3 separate regions of the Mus musculus genome follow, and regions 1 and 3 are each linked to region 2. The links are chromatin contacts, called in public HiChIP or PLAC-seq and promoter capture Hi-C maps. All regions are on one chromosome and are shown on one strand. Each heading gives the region's core, a stretch centred on a gene start, on an enhancer-like site or on the middle of the called end of the contact. The rest is flanking DNA. Distances are from core to core; before and after follow the strand shown. Region 1 overlaps Tsc22d1 (TSC22 domain family, member 1). Region 2 holds the start of Gpalpp1 (GPALPP motifs containing 1). Region 3 holds the start of Slc25a30 (solute carrier family 25, member 30).

The links. Promoter capture Hi-C pulls out the DNA fragments that hold promoters and counts their contacts. HiChIP or PLAC-seq counts read pairs in DNA pulled down with a chosen protein or histone mark.
Region 1: a promoter capture Hi-C map of neural stem cells shows a contact between it and region 2. The contact joins the enhancer-like site here to the promoter of Gpalpp1 in region 2. A contact is called at or near these places in 15 of 39 promoter capture datasets (the 3T3-L1 cell line, 3T3-L1-derived adipocytes, the HPC-7 cell line and 10 more), 1 of 484 Hi-C or Micro-C datasets (bone marrow-derived macrophages), 24 of 115 datasets of contacts at active chromatin or transcription factors (bone marrow-derived macrophages, craniofacial prominence, embryonic basal ganglia and 17 more) and 3 of 9 other capture datasets (adipose tissue, embryonic stem cells and liver).
Region 3: a contact with region 2 is called in an H3K4me3 HiChIP or PLAC-seq map of bone marrow-derived macrophages, with 5 times the contacts expected there. The contact joins the promoter of Slc25a30 here to the promoter of Gpalpp1 in region 2. A contact is called at or near these places in 2 of 39 promoter capture datasets (the SN4741 cell line and erythroid cells), 4 of 115 datasets of contacts at active chromatin or transcription factors (bone marrow-derived macrophages, memory CD8 T cells, pancreatic cancer cells and 1 more) and 2 of 9 other capture datasets (adipose tissue and liver).

What each region holds. Positions count from the first base shown.
Region 1 is chr14:76,451,901-76,455,405 of GRCm38.p6, forward strand. The region is part of intron 1 of Tsc22d1 (TSC22 domain family, member 1); the gene reads left to right. Among named protein-coding and RNA genes, the nearest start is that of Tsc22d1, 38 kb to the left of the region's middle. Within about 2 kb of position 1,316, at least 20 of the 459 cell types and tissues checked have an H3K27ac peak or open chromatin away from gene starts, as enhancers often do. A contact at or near this core is called in neural progenitor cells, neural stem cells and stem cell-derived neural progenitor cells, where this site is marked.
Region 2 is chr14:76,109,374-76,112,992 of GRCm38.p6, forward strand. Gpalpp1 (GPALPP motifs containing 1) reads right to left here and starts at 1,442. Exons shown (of 8, transcript NM_026177.3): 1 at 1,244-1,442. The coding sequence starts at 1,331. It overlaps Nufip1 (nuclear fragile X mental retardation protein interacting protein 1), which reads left to right and starts at 1,518. Exons shown (of 10, transcript NM_013745.5): 1 at 1,518-1,953; 2 at 2,551-2,624. The coding sequence starts at 1,560.
Region 3 is chr14:75,784,821-75,788,352 of GRCm38.p6, forward strand. Slc25a30 (solute carrier family 25, member 30) reads right to left here and starts at 2,217. Exons shown (of 10, transcript NM_026232.3): 1 at 2,105-2,217.

The sequences.
Region 1 (3,505 bases), core at 66-2,565, 340 kb after region 2:
TTAGACTTTCATACACCAGTTTTTAGTAAAGAAGGCTTTTGGAGTCTTAACAGGTTTAGAAATGATTGAAAACTGCCCAGTGCCAGCTCCGAGAAGCGCTCCTTGGAGACAAGCAGCTTCTCACAGAAAGGCTTCCTACAGTGCGTTGTTGAGGCTGGAGTTGACTGGCTCCATCGAGTTTCAGACCAAATGGTGATGCGGGTCAGCTCACCTCCCTGTGGGCTTAGAGCAGAAGGAAGTCCACTCGACTTTTCCTTACACATTGTCTCCAGTCACCGCACCTTGGACACCCAGACTGGTCTATTTGTACTGTCACAGCTTCTCAGATTCTGTCTCTCTTCAGTCTGTCCCAGCCTGGCTTTTGCTTCCTGCACCTGCACCACCGTGATGACTGTGGACAGTCATCAAGGCCCCCTCTGTTGCCAAACACAGCAGCTCATGACTTTCTCTGTCTGACCTTGTGCAAGCACAGCCTTGGTTTGAACTCTTGTACTTCCTGAAGTGCACTCTGTTGGCTTCTGTGACTTCATGTTTTCTCTCTTCTCTCTCTTCCTGTCTCTCAAGTTGCCATTGCTCTCCACCCCAGCCATGGATGAGCTTCAGGGCTCGGCGTGTTGTCCTCGCTTCTCTCTGTGCTTAAATGGTTTTACGCAAACCAGTGGCTTTCTTTGGCCACTGGCTGTCCACCAGTTTTTACCCTTTTGCCCTTCTCAGACCCTTCTTTGAGGAAAAGGAAGGTGACAGACGTGTAGACCTTGCTCTTTCTCTGCCTCACCTCAGTAGCTCCTGACCTCTCCCTTGATGTCACTCCATTACTATCCTAGTGAGTGGCATATTTGTCACAGTTGGAGAAGCAGTTTTATACACATGATGCGTAAGTTAATTTTGTAGCAAATTTGGAAATGTGTGGTCTTTGGGTATTAATTTTTCTCACTGTGACCTCTGGCACCCACCAATCGTTTCCCAGCCAGTTTGCCTGCCTTCAGTGTGACGGGGCAGACTGGCTTGCTTTCATTGGCACTATGTAGCTGAATGGTTTTTTCTTTCTTTCTTTTCTTTTTGGTGGCAGATCAGCTCCTGTCAGGCGTACATATTTGCTACTGTTTATGCATTGAATGGCTTCTCACAGCGGCTTTGGGGCTGATAGGAGGAATACCATCCATGATTGTTCAGACATTGCTTTCTTTATGTGGACCCAAGTTTGAATTCTTCTGGCAAAGTGCCCGTTCTCAGCCTCCCTCTGTAGCACAGGCTGCGACTGTCCTGTAAAGTGGCCGTTTTCATTTTGCATTCTTTGCCAGCTGTGGCTACCGGTTCTGTCACTTGGCGTCATCCCCAGCATCTGGCAGCGCCAGTGTCTGCGTCTGTCTGCTCACAGTGGCTCACGGTGGCTCACGGTGGCTCACGGTGGCTCTTCATTGTTTTAATCTGCAGGTCCCCAGTCCACGTCGCACTCTGTCAGAGTCTTGTTCTCTTGTCTCTTTGGCGAGCTATCCATAACTGCTACCCATCTAAAAGTCATTTTCTCAGTGGCACTGAAGTCCCAGTCCAACGCCGGGTCCTTACCAGATGGCCTTCCTTTCATGGCTTGACCTTTCATTCACCCAGTGGTGCCTGGGAGAAGAGAAAGGTTTCATTTTAATGAGCTGTGCCTCTCTAATATGCCATGAGTTTGGTAGTTATTATACAAAACAAAAATCAATAACAACAAGAAAAAACTAATCTCCACAGCCCCCTGTATTGCTTTCAATAAAGTTTTAACGGTTGAGTTTACATTGACGTCTGTGATCTATTTGGAACGGAAAAGTGAGGCGAGTGAGCAGGGTTTTCTTCTTTTCTTGCGGTTCTTCTCTTCCTGCTGTATCCCACCCAGTTGTTCCCAGCACCGGGTGTTGAGAGACTGTTTCCCCCTCTGTCCGAGGTCTCTAAGCTTAGCTGATCTTCACACCTCTTCTCTCAGTGTCTTTTCTCATCAGCCTCTACCCCGGATGGGCATCACCCTGCCTCAGCCGCTCCCATGGCCTTTGCTCTTCATGCCTGCCTCCTGCTTAAACCCAATTTTAAAAAAGTGTTTATTTTTGTACAATGACAAGCCCCATGATTTGGCCTTCCAGCTGGCTTGCTTAAGACACGATGTCTTACTCCCTCTTGTCATAGGGGATTTCTGTGACTGGGAGGTCCCCTACTCCCCTTTTAGAGCTCAGCTACATTTCCTCATGTTAGAAGTACCTTTGGTTTGTCATCATATGTACCATCCAGTTCTCCTTAACCCCCATCCTTTGTGGATGGGCTCCTCCGTTGGGATTTTTCTCTATTTAAAAGTACATATTCTGTGTACTGCCCGACTTCCTGAGGCCCATGATGTTGTCGGTCTTATCATTGCTTCTCATTGTATCTAATATATCTAATACACTTAGCTTGAAGGTAGTTTAAAAGTGTGTGTGTGTGTGTGTGTGTGAGAGAGAGAGAGAGAGAGAGAGAGAGAGAGAGAGAGCGCTTGTCTATATGTACACCATGAATATGTAGTTAACTTGTGGAGTCCAGAAGAGGGCTTCAGATCCCTAGGGCCTGGAGTGACAGGTGGTTGTGAACTGCCCCTGTGGGTGCTGGGAACTGGGTTGTCTCCAAGGACAGCAAGTGCTCTTCACCATTGGGCCATCTCTCCAGCTTGAAAGAATTCTCTTTTAAAATGGAAGTAACCAGAGCCGTGACTCCCCTAAGCTCCTTCATTTCTCTAGTTAGTGATAAAAGCAGTATCAGTGGGTTTTTGTTGTTGTTGTTTTTTAAGTGTGTGCATGCTTTGTGTGTGTGTGTGTGTGTGTGTGTGTGTGTGTGTGTGTGTGTGATCTGAATGTTTTCCCTTTCAGGCTTGGTGGCACCTCAAGAAAGGGATTGGCACTTTTCCATTTTTCATGTGTTCGAAAGCTGAAGAAAGTGGACTTGTGGGGAAGTGCCCAGAGTAGGCTTGGCGGGCTTGGCGGCAGTGTGGGAACAGGAAACTGGGATGGCTGTTCCTGAAAAGCCTTGTGCATTCAGGGGGAGCTTGGGAATGCCACAAACCTGCCTAGATTCTGTCCATGCCTCTCACTGCCTCATTTCTGTTTGCAGGGCGCCACTCCTGCCCCCCCCACCCCCCCCACCCCCCCCCCCGGGGTGAGAGAGGCCTTTTGATTGTTCCTGCAGAAGTGGGGAGTACTGGGCAGCGTCATCAGCTCTTACCTTTGTAGTGTTCCTAAACTTAACTCTTTGGCGCCTTTATATTATAGGAGGGCCTTCTTGCTAGGAAACTGTGCGATAAACCGTTGGTAGTCTCACATTTATGTAGCCTTTGGGATAAATGTATCATTCCAGCCTCTTGGCAGTCATTAGGAGTGAGTCATGGTTTTGAAATCATCTACATTGTAGGTCTTTGTTGTTCTTCTTGCTTGAATTGTCTTACCCAGTGGGGATGTTTTGTGACAGTTGTGAGTTTAATGTGTGGGCCACCCCTCACAACTGACGAATG
Region 2 (3,619 bases), core at 192-2,691:
TCAAAACACCAGATTGAAAAGACAGAGGAAAATGATTAGGGAGAACATGGAACAATCAGAACTCCTATACTCACTGAGGGCTTTGGTAAACTGGTAGGATTCTGAAACTGAGGGTGTATAACAGAGGAGATAGATAGACGGACAGACAGATAGATACACATGCACACACATACACAGTGCATAGTGGCACTCTTTGTAAGAGTTAAAAACAAAAACAAAACCAGAATCTACCCAAATGTCTGTTACCTGTACAATAGGTAAAGAAATTGCAGGGGATTTACCAAATTGAATTCACTCATACTTCTTCAACCTAACTGGGTAGAAATTTCCTTCCTAAAACAAAGAATAAAGGGAATTTTTAAAAATAACGGCACTAGAAATAAGATCTGGAAGGAAGAATCTGCCGGAGACATAGTCTCTGGGTAGCCAGAAAAACAAAGTCAGATCAACATTCTGTCAGTTTTGTTCTTTCCCAAGTAGAGTCAGCGCCGGCCTTCAAACTGGAACAAACACTAAAGCCGGAAAAGCATGAAAGAGTGTGCGAGGTATTGATGTGGCATAGATGCATGTTAAGGTTGCAAGACACAGTGAATTGGTGGAGACTGAGATATCCACAAATTAGTTGAACAGAATGTGTTAAATATTAGCGTAACTGGGGAGAGGAAAACCCGGAGGAAGACGTGACAATGCTCGGGAAGGTGACGCTTAAACTGGTATATGAAGGACGTTTTGTCAGGCATTTAAGTACAACCATAGCACCCCCAAAAGTCTATCGTCAAAGCATAAACTCGAACTGTGTGGGCACTGGGCTGCTGTGTAAGATGGAATGATAGAATGAGGTCGGGAAGTCAGGCCGGGGAGGAGAGAGGCACAGGATCTTTGGCAAGAGTCTTGTAAATCTGAAGATATAGAGATACTAGGTTCTAACTTGGGCTTCATCACGGACTAGCTGCGTGTCTTAGGCACCGATTCATCAGCCGCTGTCATCATTTGTAACACATGCACCATCCATCATCTTTTCTTATACAGTTGATGGAAGGGTTAAACAGACGACCGGACGAAGATTGATCAGTTAGCACAGTCCTATTCGTAATAATAGCAAATTGGGACTGTATAGTCATTTTAACGATGATCGGGTCCCAAACACTCAGGCGTTGCCCAGCTTTTCCCCCAGGGCGGACCGCGCCCACTCCACGGTGGTCGCCAGTCCTTCCCGGGAGTGCAGACGCCCGCTGCTGCTTACCCGGGCTCGGGTCCCGTTCCTCGTCCTCAACTGTCGCGTGCTCCTTGAAGCCTGGCGGCAGTGCCGGCCCGATCAGGTCCCTAGCCATTCGCTGCGACGCACAGTCGCTCAAAGCCCAAGCCAACCTGCACACGCAGTTTAGCTAAACCCAGGCTGGACGGTGTAGACCAGGATTTGCTGCAAGGCCCGAAGGTTTTTCCGGCTTTGTCTGATGACGTAAGCCCGCGATGGGCTCATTGGCCAGATTACTGTAACGGAAGTGACGCTTAATGATAGTTCCACAGTTGCACTTTGGGCTCGCTGCTTGCTAGGTGGCATGGCTGAACCGGCACCCGCCGTGTGGCCTTCGGCCCCGGATCTGACTCCCGCGCCCGGGACTCCGAGCGAAGCTGCGCCGCCGCGGGACAACTGGGTGTACTGGGCCATGCTGCCGCCGCCACCACCTCCTCTGTCGTCCCCAGTGGCGGGCTCGGAGCAGAGCCGGAAGGGACAGCCTCACGTGCTGCCCCAGCCTCCCTCCGGAGCGCTTCCACCGTTCGATGCTCAGATTCTTCCCGCGGCGCAGCCTCCTTTCGATGCCCAGGCTCCGCCCGATGCTCAATCTCAGTTCAGCGGCCAGCAGGCCTGGAATTTGCAAGCCTCCACGCCTTGGTACTGGGGATTGTCTCCTAATGGTTTTTCCACGTACCACACGTCTTACCAATCTCCGGGTAAGCTGCAGTTCCTAGTGGCCCTACTTTACTTTCTCTTTCTTTCCTCTCCCAGCTTTCTCTTTTTATCTCTCAGCTTTGCGCTGTAGTTTTGGAGGCTGGTAATGAGTATTCAAAATGTGTCTCACTAGGTTTCCTGCCACCTGCTCATCCAAAATTTTATTAATTTAACCCAACTATAAAACTGGGGACTACTTGCATAGCAGTAAACAAAACATACAAAAATCCATACCTTTTGAGAGCTTCCTATCCCCTCAGTGTAGGAAGACGCGATACAGGAGATAAAACTAGGTATTAGGAAGTAATGATTGTATGTATGCATTAGAAAAGGATTGATTGGGGGGGAGGTGGAGAAATGGGTTGGCGATGAGACTCTATTGCTCTTGCAGAGGACCAAAGCTCGGTTCTCAACATCCACACTGGGCTCTCAACTGCCTGTAACTCCAGCCTCAGAGGAGCCGATAGCTTTCTTCTGGCCTCCAAGAGTACCTGCACTCCATGCTACCTACACAGTTTTTGTTTTTAATCTAAGAAAAAAATGATCAATAAACAATTGTACCTTTGCAATCTTAAATGAAACCCTCTTTTCTTTTTTAGTTACACATTCTTATTTTCCACGATCACATGATGCAAAATTCAATTTGCCTCAAAACAGAAAACAGAAAACGAAGGTAATTCCAAGATGATAAATGTGGCCTTTTGAACTTGAATGTTACTGCTCTATATATTAAGTTGTAACTGTCAGTGTTTCACATCTGTGGTGGACATGGAGAGCTTTACTTGGGTAGTATGTTTAAGGAACTTAATTATAAGTAAAATGTTGAAACAAAATAGTATTGAAAAATAAATGATGAAATTATAGGAAAAGAAAGAACATTAAAACCGTCTTGGTGCCAGGCGGTGGTGGCTCACACCTTTAATCCCAGCACTCGGGAGGCAGAGGCAGGTGGATTTCTGAGTTCGAGGCCAGCCTGGTCTACAAAGTGAGTTCCAGGACAGCCAGGGCTGCACAGAGAAACCCTGTCTCGAAAAAACAAAACAAAACAAAAAACAAAACAAAACAAAAAACAAACAACTGTCTTGGTACAGACTTAGTAGGGGTTATGCTTACAAATAAATGTGAGTGTTAAAACCAGTGAAGTTTATTTAAAACCTAGGGGTTGAAGAACCCGTTCACAGGGATTGCGGATCAGATATGCTGCATACCAGATGTTTACGTTACAGTTCGTGACGGCAGCAGAATTACAGTTATAAAGTAGCAGCGAAAGTAATTTTAGGGTTGGGGGGGTCACCAGAACATGAGGAATGTATTAAAGGGTTACAACATTAGGAAGTTTGAGAACCACTAGTTCAAAAAACTATGAAGATTGGGACTGACAGCTGGAACTTTAGGAGAAGACTGGGAATCCCAAGTTTTTCTTAACTGAGTTGGAAGCCAAGCCAAATTGTAATAACAAATCTTTTATTTTTCATAATCTTGCTGTTTTTTGGTTTTTGTTTTTTTTTGTTTTTTGTTTTTTTTGTTTGTTTGTTTGTTTGTTTTTTCGAGGCAGGGTTTCTCTGTATAGCCCTGGCTGTCCTGGAGCTCACTTTGTAGACCAGGCTGGCCTCGAACTCAGAAATCCACCTGCCTCTGCCTTCCGAGTGCTGGGATTAAAGGCATGCG
Region 3 (3,532 bases), core at 967-3,466, 320 kb before region 2:
AAGGTCAGGAGTTCAAATCCCAGCAACCACATGGTGGCTCACAACCATCCATAACAAGATCTGACTCCCTCTTCTGGAGTGTCTGAGGACAGCTACAGTGTACTTACATATAATAAATAAATAAATATTAAAAAAAAAGAAAAGAGATTAAAAAATAAATAAATAAATAAATATATGTGTGTATTTGTAAGTGTATGTGTACGGATCATGTTACTAGGAAGACAGTCATGAGAAAGGAGGAAAAGACCTTCGGAGAGAAAGGAAACAGCTGATGGACTAGAAAGTAGAAGGGCCGGGGCCTAGCAAACACAGAAGTGGATGCTCACAGTCAGCTAATGGATGGATCACAGGGCTCCCAATGGAGGAGCTAGAGAAAGTACCCAAGGAGCTAAAGGGATCTGCAACCCTATAGGTGGAACATTATGAACTAACCAGTACCCCGGAGCTCTGGACTCTAGCTGCATATGTATCAAAAAATGGCCTAGTCGGCCATCACTGGAAAGAGAGGCCCATTGGACACACAAACTTTATATGCCCCAGTACAGGGGAACGCCAGGGCCAAAAAATTGGGAATGGGTGGGTAGGGAAGTGGGGGGGGGAGGGTATAGGGGACTTTTGGGATAGCATTGGAAATGTAATTGAGGAAAATACATAATAAAAAATATTTTAAAAAATGAGAAAAAAAAGAAAGTAGAAGGGCTCTAACTGGGCAGGCAGTCGATGGAGGGAGGGGGCGGGTGGGTAGGATGAGAAACAAAGCTATGAAGTCAGTGTGATGAAACTCACTGCTTTGTACGATTATTCTTTAAAATTGGCACTGCTAGTACTTCTGCGGGCTCTCCAAGTTCCTCTTATATAATTAATAAATCATTTTCATTTTGGTCTGTTCTTTCAGTGTACAGTCTTAAACCGTAATCACATACTCTTCCCTTCGTGTTCTCATAAATCTCTCCCCCATTACACTGTCTTTTCATAAGCCTTTCCTATTCCTATTCTTCATTAAAAGCACACAGTGAGGGGCCGAGAGATGGCTCAGCCTGTTCTTCCAGAGGACCAGGGTTCGATTCCCACTATCCACATCAAGTGGCTCACACCTGCTTAGAACTCCTGTTTTAGAGAATCTGATGCATTCTGACTTCCAAAAGTACTTCGCATATAAACTCACAGACACATAAATAAGACTGGGTGAATCTTTTTTTAAGTGTACAGGTAAAAAAAAGAAAAAACCAAACTCAACACATACTTATGAAATATGGTGTTTTAAAAACATTTTAGAAATAGTACCATTTTTTCACGAGATAATTAAGCCCATGTTACAAAAGTTGGCAGTGCCACTGCTAAGATCTAAATCCATGCCTTTCAGCTTCACACTAACACATCTCCGAATGTAGAATCTACAAGGGCGTTCGTTCTAGCATTGTTTTGCTATTCTTAGGCAAGAACAATCCTGACTACTGAGTGTTTTGCCTGAAATTACACCTAAAAAGCCTTTAAAACGCATTAGCACGTTAACTTTTCGAGCAATTCATTTGACAGGTTCTTGCGAACTCGCAAGCAGCAACCTAGCTTGTTGTTTCACGAGCAATTTGTGTGTGTGTGTGTGTGTGTGTGTGTGTGTACGCGCGCGCCCCATTACCTTAAAGAAAATGGACATTGTTTATTAACCGCCTATTTAGCAACGCTGATGATTGAACCCGGGACCCTGTATACAATAAATAGCTCAACCACTGAGCAACATCCCCAGCCCTACACCAGCAATTCAATGGATGAAGAGCCCTATCCCGGGTACTGAGCTCGCGGGTGCTGAAGCTGCACCGTCTCTGCCCACGGATGGGAGGGGCGCACACCGGTGGGAGGAAGAAGTGTCGCAGCAAAGGGTGCAACCCTTGAGCCTCCCGGACGCCCCCCTCAGCCATCCTCCGCAGATCCCGCAGAACCACTAGAACCCGGGAGCGAGCCCGGGTCCCAGAGCGAGCCCGGGCTCCGGAACCTCGTACCCACCGAACCCCAGCCCGCGAACCCCAGCGCACTTCAGCCCGGAGCAAACCCGCCGCAGCGGTTCTCTGGCCAGGTCCACAAGGCAGCAGCGCGGCCGGGAACTCACCCCGCGGCGGAGCTCCTCCTGCTACTCCTCGGAGCCAGTGCAGCCGCCTGGGAGCACCTCGGTGCGGGAGCGGAAGAAAAGGCCGCCGAACGGCGGGCGCGGCCCAAGCCGGGAACGGCTCCGCCCGCTTCTCGCCCGGACACGCCCACACCACGTTCTCATTGGTCACTGTCGACACCGGCTCCCTCAAGGCCACGCCTCCAGCCACAGCCAAGGAGACCCAGGAAGAGCGGGTCCCAGAAGCAACCAGACTGGGGTTCTCAGGCTCTCACTGCTGGGAACCGAGCTGCGGGCTGCTCGCTGCTCCCCACTGCCTTCGGTCTGTGAAGGGGAAGCCGGGAAGCCACAGACTCTTCTTCAGAGGGGCTTCTCCGTGTCTCCCAGAACCTCGGCAGTCGCAAAGAATCATCTTGCGTTCACTGTTTTTAACATAGAGCTTTATAATTTGAAATGTGCTGACTGAAAACTGAGAGCCCAGACTCACCAACGCTAGCATTTCGCAACTCTTGCATTCTTTCTGTGTCTATTCCTTTCACACCGAACTCTTGAAAAATTACCACTTATCATATACAAGAGACTGAGTACATTTTCAATCATATCCCATATAAATATGATAATATTTATATCCCCTTGCTGTCTCAAAAGGTCATCCACACATGCGCACAGGAAACTCGGGAGCTACTAAAAATCAACCCAATGCATCTGAATTCACCTCTCGTAAACTTCTTAAACCAGAGCTCTCGTTTTCTTTTTCTTTTTTTCATTAGCTATTTATTTACAATCTGACCGGAGCCTCTAGTTTCCTAAACTCTTCTTAACTTTGGCATAGTTGCGGTCCAGACCAATTGTCTTGTCAAGTTCTGGATTCGTGGGATTATTTCCTCGTGATTAAATTTAGAAACCTTTAGAACAATGGCGGATATTCACAAGACTTCCTTCATTTCTGGACATGCACTCTGCCAGTTTGTCATTGTTACCTACGGAGCAAGGTGCATAGAGCAAGATGCGGCTTGTTCAAGGTTCCTATCTCCTCAACAAAGCCCCTCCTCTTTGCATTGAAAACGGATGTGGACTGCTGGGTTTGTTTCTTGGAAGCCCTTGCTTCTGTGTCCTGGGGATGTTTTATCGTCTAGCACTCTCTGCTCTCCAGCACAATGCCTACCAGTTCTCAAAACCAGTTCTCAATAGTCCTTGCCGATTGTCCTTGGAAAGTTTTGTTATAAAGTTCTTCTGTGTGTTTCCTTTTATATTGTGTCACATAACATAAAACAGTGTAGTTGGGTTCTCTTTAGAAAAAGAACCAATATAATGACTATATTCAAAGGGGATTTATTCAGCCACCTCACATGATATGGTCTGGGTAGTCAGTCCAAGGATGGCTGCCTGCAATGTGAAAAGGCTGGGGGACCTGGCAGCTGCTCATACCAG